2 separate regions of the Rattus norvegicus genome follow, and region 2 is linked to region 1. Evidence: chromatin contacts called from public Hi-C data. All regions are on one chromosome and are shown on one strand. The core of a region is the stretch at or near the end of the contact, and the rest is flanking DNA. Distances in the headings are between cores, read along the strand shown.

What was found. Hi-C and Micro-C count contacts between places; a contact is called where the count stands out from the background.
Region 2: a contact with region 1 is called in a Hi-C map of the A7r5 cell line, with 3 times the contacts expected there. The contact joins two enhancer-like sites. A contact is called at or near these places in 4 of 12 Hi-C or Micro-C datasets (the A7r5 cell line, the Rat2 cell line, Schwann cells and 1 more).

What each region holds. Positions count from the first base shown.
Region 1 is chr17:8,068,244-8,072,687 of GRCr8, forward strand. Fbxl21 (F-box and leucine-rich repeat protein 21) reads right to left here. Exons shown (of 7, transcript NM_001291408.2): 6 at 1,476-1,647. Among named protein-coding and RNA genes, the nearest start is that of Fbxl21, 8.2 kb to the right of the region's middle. Within about 2 kb of position 3,023, at least 1 of the 93 cell types and tissues checked has an H3K27ac peak or open chromatin away from gene starts, as enhancers often do. A contact at or near this core is called in the A7r5 cell line, where this site is marked.
Region 2 is chr17:8,122,282-8,127,121 of GRCr8, forward strand. It overlaps Slc25a48 (solute carrier family 25, member 48), which reads right to left. Exons shown (of 9, transcript XR_010059371.1): 8 at 1,360-4,840. Among named protein-coding and RNA genes, the nearest start is that of Il9, 7.7 kb to the left of the region's middle. Within about 2 kb of position 2,175, at least 3 of the 93 cell types and tissues checked have an H3K27ac peak or open chromatin away from gene starts, as enhancers often do. A contact at or near this core is called in the A7r5 cell line, where this site is marked.

The DNA of each region.
Region 1 (4,444 bases), core at 1,773-4,272:
ACACAGGGACTCCACCCGAAGTGGAGCCACAGCAATTATTAATCAGGAAATGCCCCACCGTCCTGCCTTTGGGCCAATGATGGAGTGTTTTCTCAATTAAAGTTCCCGTTTCCCAGGTGACCTCAGCTCTATGGAGCGTGAGAGGGGCTAGGAAGGGAAGGAAGGTGTGGGGGAAACAGGAGAGACAAATGGGGTTCACGTGACCTGAAAGCAGAGGGGCAGGAAGCGGAGGGAGGGCCCAAGGGAGGAGTCGAGGCAAATATGGCCACGAGTCTACATGAAAATGCCCTAAGACCCACTCCTTTGAAGTGTTCATTTTAAACTGACCAGAGAAGAAAAAAGAACATGCGTGCCAAAATCTTAACCAGATACTCGAAAACCTCAGTAGTTAACGAGCTTGCTGTGCTGCTGTGTGAAGTTGGAGGTGGCAGTGTGTCAGCGACCCTAGTGCAATCCTACAAGATGGACGGTGGCCATGAGGAATCCCCACAAGCCCCTGGGCCATCTGACCTGGTGTACACAGTGGCCAACAAGACGCCCTGTCTCAAACAAGTTGGAAAAGGGTTTTTGACAAAAACGCCACATTCCTCCATCGTAGTGACAAGAATGGGTTTTCGTTTTGATCCCCGGGCGTGGGGATATGGGGGCTACGGGGCTGCTTCAGCCTGTCTGCAGCAGCTGGCTGTGATTTGGGGGGTGGGGTAGTTGTGGTTTATTAGTAGTGGTACTCAAATAAGAAACAAAGGAAGAAAAATTAGATTCAGGGATCTCTGTGTGTGTGTGTGTGTCTGTCTGTCTGTCTGTCTGTCTTTCCTTTATCTTTCTCTCTCTGTCTCTCTGCCTCTTTGTCTCTCTGTCCCTCTATCTGTCTGTCTCTCTCTCTCCCCTCATTCTTTCTCTCTTATTTACTATTAGGAGGTAAAATTGAAAAATAAAGGGTAGGAAAAGAACCACAGAGTAGCAACTACCTGCTATACTTCATGTTAAAAACCAAAGCAATTGGGTTCGGTCCCCAGCTCCAACAAAAAAAAAAAAAAAAAAAAAAAAAAAAAAAAAAAAAAACCAAACAAACAAAAAAAACAAAAAAAAAACAAAAAACCAAAGCAATGTGTCTCAAAATAACGGAGAATACATATGATGAACCTATAGCTGACCTTATGTAAACGGGGGAAACCCGCAGTCAGTCTGATTAAATGAGGAACAGAGCAAGGCTGCTCTCTTACTGTCGTAATAGAAACCATAGGACATTAGAGAGCTGCAAATAAAAGGAATGTAAATAAGTGTGCTAGTAGTTTCTGGTCAGTTTGGGAAAGATATTTTCTGAAGACACAACTGACATCTAATTTGAAGATTAAGATCACTTTTGAATAAAATTAATAAATTACATTACAAAGGCATGTGCTTTTTCAACGAGTGACCTACTGTTACTATAATAAAAGCTCTTATTCAATTTATATAAAAAAAATACACCCTACCATCAGAGGAAACGTGAGGACAGCTACTCATTTTGAGGAGTCTCAGGGTGTCACTGTTGTTAGCCACAAGAATCTTCAGGGAAGGGTCGTCCACTGGCGTGTCCTCAATCTTAATCGATGATAACGATTTTGAGTTGACAAACACGACTGTAAGCGCCGACACAAAGTGAGACTTGTGTGGCAAAAGGGAAAAAGTTGTGAAAACGTTATTCAAAACTCACAGTTTCGATCCAGTGGCTTTAAAATATGATCTGCTAAATGCTAAAAGATATGATAAAAAACAATAACTATATTAGGTTTCCATGGTATCACTAGCCAGTAGAAGACATTTCTATCTCCTTTTTAAGTAAAATTTCAAGCTGAGTATACAAAGAGTGGGTTTCAGGTTGGGGATTTAGCTCAGTGGTAGAGCACTTGCCTAGCAAGCACAAGGCCCTGGGTTCAGTCCTCAGTTCCGGGAAAAAGAAAAAAAAATCAAAGAGTGGGTTTCCTTACGACAATTTCTTTTTTTTTTCTTCTTTTCTTTTTTCTTTTTTTCGGAGCTGGGGACCGAACCCAGGGCCTTGCGTTTGCTAGGCAAGCGCTCTACCACTGAGCTAAATCCCCAACCCCTTTACGGCAATTTCTTGCACGTATGTCTTTAAACTTTGTTCTTAACCATGCCCTTCTGTCTGCCGTTCCCTGCCCTCCCAACTTACCTGTCTCAGATGCCTCCCTGCTCCCTTCAAATACTACTCCTGCTCTCTTGTCATATATATTCCATTTGCCTCTTTCCCTCCCCTCTTTCATGGTTCCCCTCTCTTTTTATGATCTCAAACATGCATGTATACACACACTCACACACACACACACACACAGAGAGAGAGAGAGAGAGAGAGAGAGAGAGAGAGAGAGAGAGTGAGTGTCTGCATGAGGTAAAGCATGCAGTATTTGTTTTGTTTTCCTGGGTCTGGTAAACTGCAGTTGACATAATGATCTCCACTTCCACATATTTTCCTGCAAACACCATGATTTCGCAAGTCTTCCAGGCGAAATAAAACCCTACTGTGTATATACTTCATGTACATGCTTCATTCACCCATCCGTTGACGGACAACTAGCCTGGTTCTACTTGCTAGCCACTGTGGACAGTAGAAGAGTAAACATGGCTCTGTATGCACCGTGTCAGTGACTTGTGAGGATTTACCTCAGCAGATCTGCATCCTGTAGTTCTTCTGATGCGTGTTCTGGCCTTCTGTCGGGGATTAGGTTGATGTAGGTATTTGGGCTCAGCTTTAGGTCTATTCTAATGGTTTCTGTACAGCGTAAGAGATAGGAGTCCAGCTTTGTTCTTCTACATGTGGATACCCGGTTTCCCAACTTATGTTTGCTGAAGATACTATGCTGTGCTTTTCCCAGTGTGTGTTTTTTGACTTCTGTCTGTAGCTGTTTGAGCTCAGTTTTCTGTCTTATGCTCCACTAACACTGCTGTTGAGAAGTCTGCCCTGTGACGGTTCCAGGCAGTTTCTGCAGTCTAACTTGAGGCCGCCTTTGTCCTGGCACATTGCTCTTTCTGACTATAACCGCTTTGGCAATGAGGGTTTATTCAAGCTACCACGTGAGTCATAGAATGTTTTTTTCTACCTCTGTGAAGAATGTCAATGCAATTTTGATGGAGACCATGTTGAAGCTGTAAATCACTCTGGCTACCATAGCTACTTTCTACCCTATTAATTCTGTCTCGAGGTCTCCCATCTTCTAGTATCTTCTTAAATTTCTTTCCTCACTATCTTAAGGTTTTTGTTACAGAGATCTTTCACTGCCTCACTCCCTAATTAAGTTTAATTCTGAGTTTTCAGGGTCTGGAGGGGCATTATAGATGGTGTTTTTTCTTGATTTTTTTCTTTCTTACCAGTTTCATTATTAATAAACAGAAAGGCTACAGCTTTTACATGGTGATTTTATGTCTCGTTACTTTGCTGGAGTTTGAGAGTTCTCTGGTGGACTCTTTGGGATCTTGTGAGCATAGAATCACGTCTACAAGCAAGAATAATTTGTGTTCTTCCTTTCCTATCTTTCTTTTTTTACTTCTCTTATCTTACTGCTCTAACTAAGGCTTCGTGTACAGCACTGAATGAGAGTGGTTTAAGTGAACATACTTGTCTAATGTTCCAGGAAGGTTAGGTTCCAGGAAGGTTGAACTTTGTCAAAGGCCTCTCCTATGCCTAGGGAGATGATCATGTGATTTCCATTTTTAAACCTAATTGTGTATTGCATTACACTGAGTGGTATGCATACGCGAAAACCAACCTAGAATCCCTGGGGGGAGGGGGATAATTTGTTGGTGGTGTAGATATCTTAATGTGCACATCACATCCCTCTATCAGAAAGTTTCATAGCACAACAGGAAATGGGAAGACGAGGACAGAAGAGTCCCAAGCATGTCGTAAAGGCTGCCTCAGCTCTTTTAACTGTAAGAATGTGATGTCCGATGTTAAGAGGAGACACTTTGCTTTATTTTCTCGAATGGGGATTAGCTAATTACAGACAACCAGACAAGCCCAGTGCAGAGTCTGCTTCTCTATGTTTCCTGAATAAGGAACGAGTTTTTTTACATTTTGAAGGGGTTGGACATAATCAGAAGCGTAACCACATGCCACAAGACCCGCACGGCACAGACTTTAACACTCACAGACCAAGTCTGCACGGCACGCAGCCACGTGCTTCCCTTTCCGTGTTGTCTGCACCAGCCTTCCCACGGCAACAATGGAGCTGAGGGGCTGAGGCAGAGACATAGATGCTTATTCTCTGGGCTTTTCTGACCGCTTGCGAGGAGAAATGCATTTCCCCTCTTTGCAGAGTAGTCAATAAACATTTGTCAAAAGAATGAAGGCTTATAATCTTACGGGTTTTTTTTTCTAGCAGATTTAAACAATGGAGATGAAAATAGTTACATGTTTTAAAGGATCACAAAATAAAGCTAATTAATA
Region 2 (4,840 bases), core at 925-3,424, 53 kb after region 1:
AAGGGATTGGGGAACTGTGTGAACAAAACAGCTTTGCTCTGACTTGGGGCTCACTTACGGTCCCTCTGGCTCTGGGTCATCTCCAGGAGGAACAGAGGCGTCTGCAGCTCCCTGACTGGCTGGCTACATGGCAACCTGGGTGGTTTCCCCTCCATCTGGGTTTTCTGAGTCTGACTACTCACTGTGGTTTGCTGACTGCATTCATTCAGGATCTCAGGGAGGGGCGGATGCTGGTGGTTGGGGTGGTCTCAGAAGACAACACTAGCTACTGCTAGGGGGAGGGGCCAAGCAATAGAAACTGAGGCTTGCTGCCACATCAAAACCACCTGCCAGCCTGGTGCTTTCCCTGGCCTGACTGTAAAGTTGAGTAAGAAAAGATTCACTCCTGCAGACACAGTTCAAGAATGGCACACCTGAGGTGAGGAGGGCACACCTGGGGTGAGGAGGGTACACCTGGGGTGAGGAGGGTACACCTGGGGTGAAGAGGACACACCTGGAGTGAGGTGGGCTCACCTGGGGTGAGGAGGGTACACCTGGGGCGAGGAGGGTACACCTGGGGCGAGGAGGGCACACCTGGGATAAGGAGGGCACACCTGGGGTGAGGAGGGCACACCTGGGGTGAGGAGGGTACACCTGGGGCGAGGAGGGCACACCTGGGGTGAGAAGGGCACACCTTGGGTGAGGAGAGCTCACCTGGAGCACTTGTTCCTCTTTCCTGGGCATCAGGCAGAAATAAGAGTGACTTGTAGGATAGTGAGTTGGATCCTCACGTTGACCTCCTGAGGTACCCACTAACAGTTGTGTATACTTCTCACTGCATAAATGAGAACTGAGGCCCAGAAGCACATTGTTCAAATGGATCAGATGCTACCCTGTGCAGGGGGCTAAGCCCCTGGGCAGATTTGTTGCAGGAACCCAGAGAATACAGCAGGGTATCCCGGTCTCAGAATCTCAAGTCACCTCCAGGGGTAAAGGGGCCATCTCGAGTTGACCATTTCACTCAGGATGCCTAAATTTTCCCCAGAAGTGGCAAAATCACACCCGAGACCCACTCCTGGCTATTGGATAGAATGGGGCTTGGTGGGGGAAGGAGAAGTGGCGCGGGCTGGGGGGAGGGGAAGGACAGTTAAATTTAGGTAGAAAATGAAAACAGTTGCACCTGTGTCCCCAGCGCCCAAGGACACGGTTTGATGACTCAGCAACCATAATAAGCATGCAGGGGAAGGTAGAACTGAGGCAGGAGCGCGGAACACCGATCTTTTAAGACTTGGGTTACCTAACCCAGTGGGCCCCTCCATGCCCAGGGGAATCAAGCCCAGTGGGCCCTCTCTATGCTCAGCCAGTGGCCAGAAGCCATACTTCTCTGGATGTACAGCTCCCTGGACTTCACAACTGAATCACGTGCTTCCGGAATCTTCTTTGACAACAGCTTAGCAGAGAGGATTCTGGGAGTTAGAACACGGACCAATAGCCCATCCTGTGTCCGGAGCATGCGAAGATCTATTCAGTATCGGCATCTATCCCATTCCAAAGCATGCTTATGAAGACACAAAGGAGCAGTTATGATGCTCAGAGTTTCACATGGTCCGGGCCCAGGGTACACAGACCCAGCCACCCTTTGTCAACCTCCAGACAAAAGCTAACAGCCCCGGATCAGAGAGGAAGACTGTGGTTTTTTTTTACAGACGAGGAGAACTTAAGCCCAAGCAGCAGAACGTGTCGAGATCATGCAGATAGACACCGAGGTTGAAACCCAAGGGAAGGACCACACCCTGGGGCACCGAGAACAAAGATTGGGAGGGAAGTGCCCAGGACCCAAGCGCTCCCAGAACAGTCACCAGCTAGCAGGCACCCTCAGGATTTAGTTGACACTCTGCTGCCACCAAGTGGCAATTCTATGGCATATCAGCCAAACAGGCTTTTGAGAAATAATGTTTCCGGTCCTCAAAGCGACCGGCAAGACTGAAAACTAACTTCCAATGACTCTAAGATACCACCTTCCTCTCCACTCTCGTTTTCTCATGAGCACACGGGTTTTCCTAAGGACTGTACAGCACGTGATGTCACAGACAAGCAGAAGGGCTTCCAACTGCCCCTTAGTCATTCACTACAGAGGAGTGAACTCTCTGCCTAGCCAGGAGTACACAATGGGAGATCCTGATTGGCCTCTGAAAATACCACTCCTTCAACCCAACTGTGCAGCCTAGGCAGGCACTAGTGCATGCCTGCTTGACACATCCTGGGATGGGATAGAGGAGGCACTCTGGGTCCATCCTGTAACATACCAGGAGCACAGCACCTCACCAAGACCCTCAGTACCTGCCCGTGATGCTGAAGTGGGGGTTGGGCCAGCCTCTTCCTGTTAAGGAGTCTAGTAAACTAGCACGAAAGCTTTGCCGGAGCTCCTCCACTCTTCCCTTGAGTCGGTGCCTGCACACAGCAGGGGCTCAACACAGGTGATCACTAAGTGACCACAAGCCCATCGGCTCAGATCTAGCCAAGGGACTTTGAGCTTCAAGAGCTGTGAAGGGTGGGCTTGGAGAGCATTCTGAGGAAGCACCTGTGATCTACACTGAAAATGGTCATGTCGGCCTCTAGGGGGCAGTTGTGATTTGGTGCTTGGTTTGGGGCAAACCAAGGAAGATCTTAAAACGTTTGTTTTTTACATGGCTGTGAAGACAGTTCCCTCACTGGGGTTTAAGACCACCCTGGACCACATTTCTGCTTGGCTGGTGGCGACTGCGCAGGTGACAATGTGAGGCAGGACTCTGAAGCCACATTCAGCAGTGTGCTGAGAAGGGCTCTGGGGTGCAGTAGGCGTGGCTGCTGCAGGCGCAGAGCCGGAAGTGACATCATGGACGCGCGCCACGGAAGAGCAAGGTTATCTCCTATGTGGCTCCCATAGGTGGTAAGGTAGAAGCACAAAGTCACACTGGGAAGCAGACTGCATTTTATTGGGATTTCCACGTAGAAGTCACGCCCACAGAACACCCGCCCCTGTGAGCTCTGGCTGCCATCTGCGGCTCAGGCATGACACCAACACATCACCCGCTCAGGCTTGGGAGCAAATCTTTGGATTTTCCTCCCCTGTATGTTTCTTTCCAGACACTGAACCCTCCCTTCCCAACTTGAGGACCACGAAGAAAATGACACATGCTAACCTCCCCACCCCTCTTAGTTAAGCTGGTTTCTTCTGGCAGCATCTCCAAAGACCTAAACTGAAGAGAGAGGAGGGTGACCAAGGTCTCTCAGAAGTCAGGTAGGGCGCTACGTATACAGAAACAACCCTAAGGACTTTTCTGTGCTTTTGATTGAGGAGTGCAAGTCTATGCTGGGTTTCCAACATCCGTGGGCACAGAATGTTTTTGCCTCTCTTTCTCAGGTTCTAACCCAGAGCTGAAAGAGATGATGGCTGCCTGACCCATGTATGGTCTGCTGTTTCCCACCAGCACTTGGACTCTGGAGAGAAAGTCTGCAGTCATGAAGGAAGGGACTCGAAGCTCGGGATGATGGCTGTGTCCCACCTGGCACCGGACGGAGACGGCTGGGTCTTCCTACTCTCCAGTAATGCACCCTTGCTGGCTCTACGGGCGCTGCAATCGCAGCCTGCAGCGGGGTGAGGCCTGCTCAGATTACGGTGGCGCAGAGAGGAGAGAGGGTGCATAAAGAATGCTCTTTTTGAGTTGTGGCCAGCAGGATCTAGGCTTGGACACACCCACATGGAGATGGGTCTTGTGCCACAGTCGGTCAGGAAGGCTGTCTGGGATTGTTTGTAAATGCTCAAACGAGGTGTCACGGGAAGAACGCATCTCCTTTCTTTGGTTATGAAGCGCCTTGTAAACAGAAAGTAGGCTCCCAGGTCTGGAGTACACACACCAGGTCAGAGGATAGAACAGCTCTGTTCTAGGAGGGTTCTGGTACCAGGATCCTGAAGGGGAAGGGGCTGATGACTCACGAGGAAACCTGAGGACGGCTTACGAGTGACTGCGACCTTCTTCCTCAAGCCATCCCCATGACAAAATAACCGCCCCACAGGGTTCTCACTGAGTTTCACCTCTCTGCTATGAGTACCACAGAAGGAAACAAAACTAGGGGCAGATGGGAAGGAAGGTGCCGCCTCCCCAAACCTCTAGGGAACTGTGCCCTCCATGCTAGGCATATATTCTGAAAGGATTTTTATTGACCCTTGTGCCTGGGCCTCTGGAGACAGTCCTCATCCCACCATTTCTTAGGGCCTGCTGTGAGTGTTCCAGGGTTATCTGAGATACACTGTCTCCTCCATTTGGGGGACCAGATGAGAAGGCTGGCATTGTTGTTCACGTCTTCAGAGAGTTCGTGACTCTGCCACATAGACTGTGGCCTGCTCCAAACCTTTGTAAGTTAAAAGCCAGGCTTGCTAGAGGACCTGGGGTCCATGGCTCCTGGTTAGAGCAGGATATTAAACACCTTGTTCCAGACAATGCTGCTGGGGTCACTCCTTCCCAACTGAGGTAGCGTCTTCCTATTCCCCAACCCCATTACTGCCCTTAGAGGGATTTTTTTGGTTTGTTTTTGGTTTTTTTCCTAAGGAGACGTGTTTCCCAGCCCTTTGCAAGAGAAAAGACATTCAGAAAGCAAAGTTCTGGCGGGCTCAGCTACAGCTCTCAGATGCCACGAGTTGGCTCTCTGGTAACTTCCCCCAGCCTCCTTAAAGAGCCAGTGGCCAAGAGCGGCCTAGTACGACAGCTAGGACAAGTGCCCAGTCACTCCGGGATCTGAGGTCTGTGTTCCAAAGCCATTTTGTAGCTGAAGAGTTAACCACGGGACGTGGACGTGGTTCTGGGCCATTAGGCAGGATGGC